Linked DNA regions of Mus musculus: all the other regions are linked to region 3. A link is a contact called in public ChIA-PET data. All regions are on one chromosome and are shown on one strand. The core of a region is the stretch at or near the end of the contact, and the rest is flanking DNA. Distances in the headings are between cores, read along the strand shown.

Region 1 (3,420 bases), core at 40-2,539, 140 kb before region 3:
GGTAAGAACAACTTAACAGCCCAGCAGGGGAGTATGGCCAGGGCAACAATGGCTGTGGCTTACTCAGTGACATACAGTGTAAAATGTATAAGATGCCACATTCAGTGTGGGACAAACAGACTTTATTCGTTAATCTGTTGAGCTCTGGATACCCTTTGTATCATGGGAAACAAGCAGATGCAATGCATTCATAAATTGCATATACACATACACACACAAACACGTTTGGTGGAGTTGTGGTGATGCCTTAATTTCTTTATTTACGAGTATTTCTTATTTTTCATCTCTCCAAAAGTAAACATAAACACAGGTTTCTCTCTGCCAGCTCAGGAGATGGGCAATGTTACTTAAGCAGAATTCTGAAACCTGTGGTACAGTTCTGACCTGGTACAACACAGTCTGGTGCATTCATGCTTGAAAACCAAGCTATCAATCTGCCTTTATCTTAACTTCTATGCCTTTGAGGGGTTTTAGGTGGATAAATATGACTCAGCAAAAACCATGTATAAAATCAAGGGATATAAGGTGAACGACATGAGTGTTCTTTATCAGCATCTAGAATGGACTGACTGAGATGGATGCTGAGTGTTCATACAGCTTGTTTATAGCATTCACTCCAGCACTAAGGGCAGGGTCTAGGCTCCTGTCACCACAGGGAAGGCTGGCCAGTGGGTTGGCCCTGAGAGAGCCACACTGGCTAACTAAATAAGAGTACCCGTAATGTTTCACCAAGCCGTGTTTCCACAGCCAATACACAGAACAGGCCACTTCCCTAGGTACCAAGCAAATGTGCTCTTTGAGTAGACATTTCCAGGACCCATATGGCCAGATACAGGAGATGTATCCTCATATGCACTGCCTCAAGGTGACTCCATGTAGAGGAGGAGTTAAGAGACTGCATAGAAGGATCAAATGAAAGCTTAAACTATCTTCAAGAGTTCGTCAAAACAGGCCAGTGCATTTCAAAGGGGGTGGATCAGTCTTGCTCAGATTTCCTGATGATATCATTTTGAACAAAGGAGCAAGGTAGAATATTCTTTTTAAAAAGCATGCCTTCTCCCTAGGAGAGAAAAGGGGACTCAAGGCAAACTCAAGAATCACACTACTATCCACATCCTGTGAAAGTTGTATTCTTCTACCAAGCAGATAATGGATCCTTGGCCTAGCAATTAAAATCATTTGTCTTTTATCCCCTTCTTGCCAAAAAGGACCCCAGCCCTAACTAGTTAATCCCCAACACACACTGCTGCTCCCAGAGTTGCCTGGCAACTACCAGGAGGCGTGTCAGAGAGCAAGAAAGGCCTAAATAAATGAGCTGGAGCCTGTGCTGTGCTTGACATGGATAAAGAGGTTCTCCGAATGGGGCTTCCTGGCTGCTTGTGGTTCTGTCATTTAAGTGGGAAGAACAAGTTGGCTTGGGCAACACTGTTAAATGCCCTAGGCTTTGCCACTGATTTTTTCCAGGTAACTGAAAAGTGGGTCACATACCCCTGTGATTTGCAGACACCTCCTCTCTTCCAGGAAAAAGCTATTTCCAGAGACTCCAGACAGGATAAGGAGCAATGCATGCACACGGAACACAGGCCTGGGGCTAACCTGTGCCTCCCGCACTCCCCTATCCATTCTCTGTCCATTAGTCCAAAATACACTGGCTAACACCTACACTCTGTGCCATGGCCTGCCTAGGATGAAACTTGTGAGAACTAGAAGACAGGCAGGAGAGTGCAGTGGGAGGAACCTTGTCTTGGAGTCTCCTCCTGGCTCTCCTACATTCTGGGAAGTCATTGCCAAGTAGAGCCTCTGCCCCATCTGTAAATGGACAAGACAAAGGTCAGGTAAACAGGAAAGATCGTGGCTGGGAAGCCACTTGAAGGTGAACTATGACTGATTTGTGGGAGCCACTGAGGAGGGGTAGACAGTTATTCCTCACTTTCACTTTCTGACTACAGGAAGTCCCTTTGAAACATCTGGCCCTGAAAAGACCCACCTAGACCAGGCTAGGCTCAGTATAGAGAAGCCTCAGCAAGATGGCCCTTCCCTTTCCTTTGGACACGGGTAAAACAAAGCTCAAAGGCACTCTGAATGTTTCCAGTAAGGGAAAAACATAAGCAAAACAAAATAAACAAATAAAAAACCTACAAAGGCTCTCAAGTGAGCTCTAAGTCATAGGCAGGACCCTTTTAGGCCAGGCTTCTACATAGGCAGGCAAGGATCAACTGGCCCTACAGGAGCTGCATCCCAAATACTTCTGGCTGGAAAGGAATCCTAGCAAGAACAGGAGACAAGCTGCTGTCCAAGGGCTGGCAGGCAGGCCCTGGACTAGGCTTATCCAAGTTTCACTACAATCCTGCAAGGATCAGGCTCCACATGGAAAGAAACTGAGGCTCAGAGGTCTGAAGGAGTCCTAAGTCACAGCTGCCAAGGAGCAGAGCAGACAGCAGCAGCTCATGCTTTCAGAGCAATGCAAGTGGTTACTCTGAGGTCACCAGTTTCCTACCACAGCACAGCACTAGTCTGGGTGGGAAGATACCATAGCCATTTGGACAGCAACACAGCACAAGTAGTAATGGCAAGTGTGGCAGAGGGTTGGGCAGTGACTTCCAGGTTGCTCAGGGCCCTCCTTTCTGCAGGCGCTCTCTGCTCTCAGTCTCTCTGCAACTGCTCTGCACATGGCCACCCATTTCTTCCTCCCCTCAGCACCAAAGCTTGAAATGTTCTTGGATCCTGAGTGTTGATTCTGAGTGTTGAATAGAGCTGGCCCTGCCCCTCAACTGGGCACTGTGGGAGAGCTGGTCCTACCTCTCATGGGCTACAGCACTCGGAAGAGTGAGCCCCACACCTTGCCTGGGCAGCACAGTAGAGCTGGCCCTGGTAGATGGTGCAGTGAGCTGTACCTGGAAAGCATGGGAGCAGGAGAGCAGGCCCTAGTGGTATGGGTGCAGGAGCGCTGGCAGGCTGACCAATTCAGCTACCACCCAGGCCCAGATCTACCCCAACATCTACTCCATCTATGAAGTGCTGGAGCTGGTGAAGGGGTCAGTCCTACAGAACCAAAGCTGAAGGATGTCCATGACACAGGGCATTAACTAAGAGGCGTCTCAGTAAGGATCCAGTATTGACAGTGTGGCAGAAGTCAGAGACCTCAAACCAGACCAATGGCTCATTGCAAAGATCATTTGCAAGCAAAGAAGTGTTGGTAAAAGGGTATATACTGTGAGATACATAGCAGCTTCCACTGCAAGATGTTGTTTTGGTTTTTTGTTTTTGTTTTTTTCTTTAGATAGGGAGGTTGCAAGGGCAAAGGGCAGATATGGAGGAATGGAGGGATGAATGAAATTGGGGTACTGATGTGAAATTAACAAAGGATCAATAAAAAAGTTAAAAATATTCCAATAGAAAGAACTAAAAAAGAAAAAAAGA
Region 2 (3,508 bases), core at 689-3,188, 250 kb after region 3:
TAAAGTTGTTATTTTATTGGGACAGGGGCACTTTTGCCACAACATGCAGATAGAGGCCAGAGGACAATTTCGTAGTATGGTTCTTTCCTCCATCCTTACATGGGTTCTGGAGATTGAACTCAAGTCACCAGGTTTGTTCTACAAGTGAATCTACCCGCTGAGCCTCCTCACCAGCTCCCAGATCCAGGTTCAAATCCTGGCACATCACCAACCTCTGAATAAGTATGACCACATTCCCCATCTTGTATCAGAGTCCTTACTTACCAAGTGGAGATGACATCCTAGTGACTTATCGTTATCCTCAGTTGACAGATTGGGGAACTGAAGTCCAAAGCTGGTAAAGGACTGACTGAGCTAGCACCAGAACTCATGGCCAGTTTCCAATGCCCATTTGGTTCATAGCTCTCCACTTTTAAATGCCTCTACATCTGGGAAGGCACAGGGAAGGGAGTAACCCAATTTTAAAAACCAATTTGAATAATTAAATTTGACAGCAAAAAGTTCAGTACGGGAAATACATTTCACCGCTCCATTGCTGAATCCGTTTAATGTATTTTGAACCAGCTTAATTCACCTAGCTAGAAAATCCATCAGGAGTTCAAAATGAAAACAAGCAGCAATGAGGCACTGCATCTTCAGAAGAAGCCTGTGTCTAAGTTTTGCTTCTTGTGAGGGTGGGGGTGAGGCTACCCTCACCTCTGAACTCACCCAGGGTCCTTGGATAGAAGGCACTAAAGGCTTGAAGAAAGCTTGTGTCTGAAGCCATTTATTTTCATAACAAGGACTTTTCATCTTCAAAGCCCTTTACAAGCCATAATTAATCTTCACAACACCTAAGTGAGCTGGGTACACAGCATTACCTAGGTTTTATAGGCCAAGGTAGCCCAGGGGAGACTTTTGGATGGTGAATGACCCTTGGACACTTGACACAAAAGGGACAATTAAACTGCCCCACCTCAGCCTGGCAGGCAGGTCCCATATTCCCCAACCCCAAACCAGACCTTCTCGATTAATCTTCAGAAAGTATTTCCTGATGGCAAAGCAGGCCCTGGAAGGAGGAGAAACCTGGAGATACAGACAAAATCCAAGCCCTGGTGTTATCACTATTTAAATATGGTTGACTTTATTGGTATTATACATTAACTTTATTTAAATAACAATAAATAAGAACAGCATATATTTCCACACTCACACTGAGCATTTCAAAAGCTCTTTTCTACACAACATTTCAGGTGATCTTTATGACAATCATTTTGGTCCAGGTTTTACTTATTGAATACCTATCTTGTGTCACATTGAAGGTATAACAGAAGTGAAGGGGGCTGGCGAGATGGCTCTAGTGGATAAGAGCACTGACTGCTGTTCCGAAGGTCATGAGTTCAAATCCCAGCAACTACATGGTGGCTCAAGACCACCCGTAATAAGATCTGATGCCCTCTTCTGGTGTGTCTGAAGTCAGCTACAGTGTACTTATATATAATAATAAATAAATCTTTGGGCCAGAGCGAGCAAGGAGTTGACCCGAGTGAGCAGACGTCCTAAAAATTCAATTCCCATAAACCAAGGACTAGCTGATAAACTAAATGCATGGATGTGCCTCCCTAAAACCAACACCAGCAAGCATACACCCACTGCTCTTTTGCAGGCTCTGTTTGCTGCCTTCAATCTCAGTGTTGAAATTGCCTTTCGAACTTGAACCAGCCAAAAAAAAAATTCTAAATGAAAAACAGGAATAAAAAGAGCAAAGTCTGAAACCAACTTGAGAAGTGAACAGTGTGTTTGGGCTGCACATGGGTGCCGAAAGCGTGTGACAGCCTTCATGGAGTCGGGACCAAGAGCAGCTGAGCCACGAGCCCTTCCTCGGCCAGGCCTGGCTGCCGGGCCCACTCCGGAAGCCATGGGGCAGCAATGGAAATCGTGGTTGGAGGTTGCCCACAGAAGCTTGTTTACCGACTCCTCAAAGCCACACTTGCCTGCTTCCTCGTTGGTTTCCTGCCACAACATGATCGATTCTTACAGATACATTTCTCTAGAAGTTGAGTGGTGCCAGGCAAACTGTGCCAAAGCAATCTCATTTCCATGTGTGGTCTGGGTGGATTGGGGGAGGCTGCAGGCAGAATCGCTCCGATTTCAGCAACATGGCTTGGAAGGGTGGCATCTCACTCACCTGAGCCTCCCTAGAGTGGTCATCTGACCCAATCCTTCCCCTGCTAGAACCCAGGGCTCCACATTGCCTGCAAGACAGATGGAACTCATGTGTGCAGGGCCACAGGGGATTTGGTGTTTGCCCAATTCCCAGTCTTGGGTGCTATGGTCCCTCCCCACTGCTCTACTGAGCACTTCCGTCTCTCTAATCTCTATCTCTTTTTAGTCCTGCTTGAGCCAACTGGAATGTTCTGCCCTGCCTTGTCCCTGAAGCTAATCCACACCCTGGTTGGAGAGTCAAGCTGAACTGTGGCCAGCCTCACCTTCCTTTTCTTCTGCCCCTCCCAATTAGAAAGAATTAACACCCCCGTGTGAGTTCTTATGTGTACCATACTTAGGACAGGATGTTTCTTAAAATTCGAAACATTGAGTTTATAAAACATAGAAAGGACTAAATACCATATTCTGTTTTATTTTCTGAGACAAAGGTCTCACTATGTAGCCCAGGATGAACCCAAGCTCAAAATATACCACTACTCCACCAATTTCTCCATAGTTTCACCAGAAAATTTGTTATTTTTCTGTGTTTTGTAGATCTTTTGGGAAGACATGTTTATTCAAGTCCTCTTTTTTAAATTGGTGTTTTCTTTCCTTTTTGCCTAGATGTTTGGTTTTAAATATGGGAGGAAGAGGTGAACCTGGGGCCTCATGCACCCCAGGCAGTATTGTTCTGTGCTGAGCTACATCCCCAGCCCTTAGTGTTATTATTAATTATTATTCCTACTGCTGTTTAATATGCATGTGTACATGTGAGTGTGGCAGAGGAGCGCACACTTACTGTGCATGTGTGGAGGCCAGAGTATCTCTGTCCCGTGTCTTTCTCTTTTGCTCTCCACCCTACTTCCTAAGATGAGGCTCCTCACTGAACCTGAACTGACTAGCCATCAAAACAAGTTCCCCAGCACTGAGATTACAAGCCCCTGCCACCAGGCCCTACAGTTATGTGGTGCTGGACATCCAAATTCATGTCCTTGTCTATAGCCAAGGCAAGTCTTGAACTTTCGATTCTCCTGCCTTTGTTTCTCAATGAGGCCTGTACCACAAGGTCTGGCTCTAACTAAACTTTTGTTTGTAGTACAACATGCAGGCAGTAAAGTACACACATCATAGAGAACAAGAATATTGACTCTTCCCAGAGAAAACATGTTCCCATTCCCTGCCTTGCTTCCCTTTCTCAATACACTGGATGAGCTCAGGGAAGCAGAAGTGAGGCAGAGAAGGTCCAGCCTGAGACAGGGGCTCCTGGTCTAATAACAAAGACAGCAAAGCACCCACAATCCAGCCTGACATGTACAGTGATGTG
Region 3 (3,425 bases), core at 418-2,917:
TCCCGAGCACATGGTATTTTAAAAGTTAAAAAGGAAAGCCTTTTCTCATGCTACTCACAATTGAAAGCATCCTAAGTGTACAATAATAATGGTTATAATGAGTTATGAGATTTCTGTCTAGAAAAGTATTTAGTACACAAAATAATAATAATATATTTAGATATAAAGCAGGCTCTGTATTATGTATAATTTTTTCTCATATTATCCCAGTGTCCTAGAACAAATACATATCACTTTTTGGATGGCAGTGAAGGTCACTGGTAGATGCCCTGGACTCAAAATCTAATACCAATAAACAAACAGTTTTTATTTATTACTATATTAATTTAAAGAAAGCCTCCTTGAAACAAACTCCTCTAGGCTTCCAACTACTGGTGTTCTTCTTGGAGTTGGGGAGGCAGGCTGTAAGGGAGCAAAGTGGAAGCCTGTTTTCCTGCTTCATTACGTATCTTCACTTCTGTGATGACCCAGTTCCCAAACAAGCCCCCAGATAAAATGGCAACTGATTCTTTTTAATAGCTGAGTAGTACTCCATTGTGTAGATGTACCACATTTTCTGTATCCATTCCTCTGTTGAGGGGCATCTGGGTTCTTTCCAGCTTCTGGCTATTATAAATAAGGCTGCTATGAACATAGTGGAGCATGTGTCCTTCTTACCAGTTGGGGCATCTTCTAGATATAAGATACAATTTCCTAAACACATGAAACTCAAGAAAAATGAAGACTGAAGTGTGGACACTATGCCCCTCCTTAGAAGTGGGAACAAAACACCTATGGAAGGAGTTACAGAGACAAAGTTTGGAGCTGAGATGAAAGGATGGACCATGTAGAGACTGCCATATCCAGGGATCCACCCTATAATCAGCATCCAAACGCTGACACCATTGCATACACTAGCAAGATTTTATCGAAAGGACCCAGATGTAGCTGTCTCTTGTGAGACTATGCCGGGGCCTAGCAAACACAGAAGTGGATGCTCACAGTCAGCTAATGGATGGATCACAGGGCTCCCAATGGAGGAGCTAGAGAAAGTACCCAAGGAGCTAAAGGGATCTGCAACTATAGGTGGAACAACATTATGAACTAACCAGTACCCCGGAGCTCTTGACTCTAGCTGCATATGTATCAAAAGATGGCCTAGTCGGCCATCACTGGAAAGAGAGGCCCATTGGACACGCCAACTTTATATGCCCCAGTACAGGGGAACGCCAGGGCCAAAAAGGGGGAGTGGGTGGGTAGGGGAGTGGGGGTGGGTGGGTATGGGGAACTTTTGGTATAGCATTGGAAATGTAAATGAGCTAAATACCTAATAAAAAATGGAAAAAAAATGGCAACTGATGCTCTAATAATCGCGCATGCCCAAGCCTACTGCTCTTTCCCTGAACAGCTCCTATCAGTTGTAGCTCTAGAACAGAAGTTGATATCTAAGTTTTTCAGTGACTTTCCTTAGGGTTGGTAGAGATGTCTGCAGTAAACCCTGACACTTTTTTTCCTGAGGGAAGAGAGAGAAGCCAAATCTGCAAAGCAAGCTAGATGAATGAGAAGTTACTTCCATCTAGAGGGAACAAGATATAACAAAGATCCAAAAAGCTACAAATGGCTCACTTAGGGTGTGTGCAGGATGGGGGTTGGTGGGGTGGGTGAGGATGTTGCTCCATATGATGGTTTTGGAGAGGGAAGATGGCAGTAGAAGGAGGAATCTTGGGTATAAAGGGTGGGGGTGGGGGGTCCACTTCTAAGGAACCTTCCAGGCTGGACTCTAAACTGAGAGCAGAAGAGAGATCAGATAAAGGACAGAACAGAAGGTGTACATGTCTGGAACTAGGGAGACTACAAGGCTTAAGACCAGCACAGCAGTGGAAGTCCTGTGTGTGTATGGTAATGGTGGTTTCCCCAGAGTCACTTCCCTTTGCAAAAGGACAGACTTCCTGTTTACCTGACAGGGTGGAGGTTTGGAACAAGTTAAGCAAAGTACCACAAAAGTACCTGCTACAGTTCAAGGAATATATCAAGCACTGAAAAATAGGTAGCTTCTGCTTTGATTATTAGGGTAGTGATGCCTAGCTGCTCCCTCAGGAGAAAGAATGGTGCCCAGCCATATTTGCAACAGCTTTTAAATGCTTGTAAAATGCTCAGTGCTGCAAGTATATGGATATTCTTTAAGATTTAAAAGGAAGAGTAGGCTGAGCTAATGGGGAATTTCTAAATTAATATTTATGCACTTAACATAAGATAAAGATTTTATTTCAAAGACAGAATAAAAGCAAAGAAAAAAGTTTTAAGATGTGAGCACACATACATTAACAGAATTAAGGAATGAATGACTTTTGCAAGCTAACACTACAAATGCTTCCTTATGCTTTTCTAAGTGAAGAAATAACATATATTGTACTTAACTAAACTAATTAGCTAAGACCCAACCCTGAGTCAGCCAGTTACTCAAAATTGTTTGGTTCTCATTTTGTAGAAGGAATATAAACACAGATAATATAAGTGACTTCCCTGAAGCAACATATCCTCAGAATCTAAAGGACACCCAAACAAGCTCACAGTCAACTGTCCCAAGTGAGGGGCAGCTCTCTAACACTACTCTATCTCCTTCCTATTCTTGCTCTTTCTCCCACCAAGTAAAAAAAGGAGGAAAGTTCTCTTCCTAGGAGAAAGAACTGAAGGGTCTCCTTCAATGACTAGAACTGCCCTGAAGCTCAAAATTACTTCTGTATTGAATCTGCATAGCCTTGTCCTAACCAGGATTTGAAATGATATCTGTTCATCTCAGTCTTCTGCACAGTTTGATAACTTCTCTGCCATCTACAGGTCTTAGACTTCTATGACTCATTTGGTCACCAAACATGTATTGGTAGTAAGACCCTTTGAAGGAAGTGGGTAAATCAAACACAATCTCCAGTCTCAGTGTCTAGTGGGGAGTCAGACCTGCAAGTCATCAAGTGTCATGACTGAGCAAATTCTATGAAGGAAGAAGCATAGGCATCCAAGATCTCTCATGAGTGTGATCCCATGAACATGGGAGGCTCCCTACCCCACCAACAGAAGTTGTCAACAGTTATAAAAAGAAGGGGCTGCAGAGCTGGCTCAGCAGGTAAGAGCACTGGCTATTCTTCCAGAGACCCAAGTTCAGTTCTCAGCCTCACATGGTGGCTGACAACCATTTGTATGTAACTCCAGATCTGGGGATCTGATGTCTTCTTTTTCTGGCTTCTGTGGGCACTACAAACGTGCTACACAAATATGCATGCAGACAAAACATCTACACACATAAAATTAAAATAAATAAATTCAAAAATTCTAAAATTTGAAATGGTTACACAGGAAAACTTTATTTCATTTTTATTACCTTTTATTAGGAGTAGACAGTACTGGGAACTGAACCCTGAACTTTGCAAATGCTAGGCACTCTACCATTC

The links. ChIA-PET counts read pairs in DNA pulled down with a chosen protein or histone mark.
Region 1: a contact with region 3 is called in an RNA polymerase II ChIA-PET map of memory CD8 T cells, with 5 read pairs. The contact joins two enhancer-like sites. A contact is called at or near these places in 3 of 484 Hi-C or Micro-C datasets (the G1E-ER4 cell line and nephron progenitors) and 1 of 115 datasets of contacts at active chromatin or transcription factors (memory CD8 T cells).
Region 2: a contact with region 3 is called in an RNA polymerase II ChIA-PET map of memory CD8 T cells, with 7 read pairs. The contact joins two enhancer-like sites. A contact is called at or near these places in 2 of 115 datasets of contacts at active chromatin or transcription factors (memory CD8 T cells and pancreatic cancer cells).

What each region holds. Positions count from the first base shown.
Region 1 is chr2:37,929,927-37,933,346 of GRCm38.p6, forward strand. All of the region lies in intron 13 of Dennd1a (DENN/MADD domain containing 1A), which reads right to left. Among named protein-coding and RNA genes, the nearest start is that of Crb2, 160 kb to the left of the region's middle. Within about 2 kb of position 1,290, at least 60 of the 459 cell types and tissues checked have an H3K27ac peak or open chromatin away from gene starts, as enhancers often do. A contact at or near this core is called in memory CD8 T cells, where this site is marked.
Region 2 is chr2:38,317,368-38,320,875 of GRCm38.p6, forward strand. No RefSeq gene overlaps it. Among named protein-coding and RNA genes, the nearest start is that of Gm46736, 20 kb to the right of the region's middle. Within about 2 kb of position 1,939, at least 25 of the 459 cell types and tissues checked have an H3K27ac peak or open chromatin away from gene starts, as enhancers often do. A contact at or near this core is called in memory CD8 T cells, where this site is marked.
Region 3 is chr2:38,070,359-38,073,783 of GRCm38.p6, forward strand. The region is part of intron 5 of Dennd1a (DENN/MADD domain containing 1A); the gene reads right to left. Among named protein-coding and RNA genes, the nearest start is that of Dennd1a, 220 kb to the right of the region's middle. Within about 2 kb of position 1,668, at least 37 of the 459 cell types and tissues checked have an H3K27ac peak or open chromatin away from gene starts, as enhancers often do. A contact at or near this core is called in memory CD8 T cells, where this site is marked.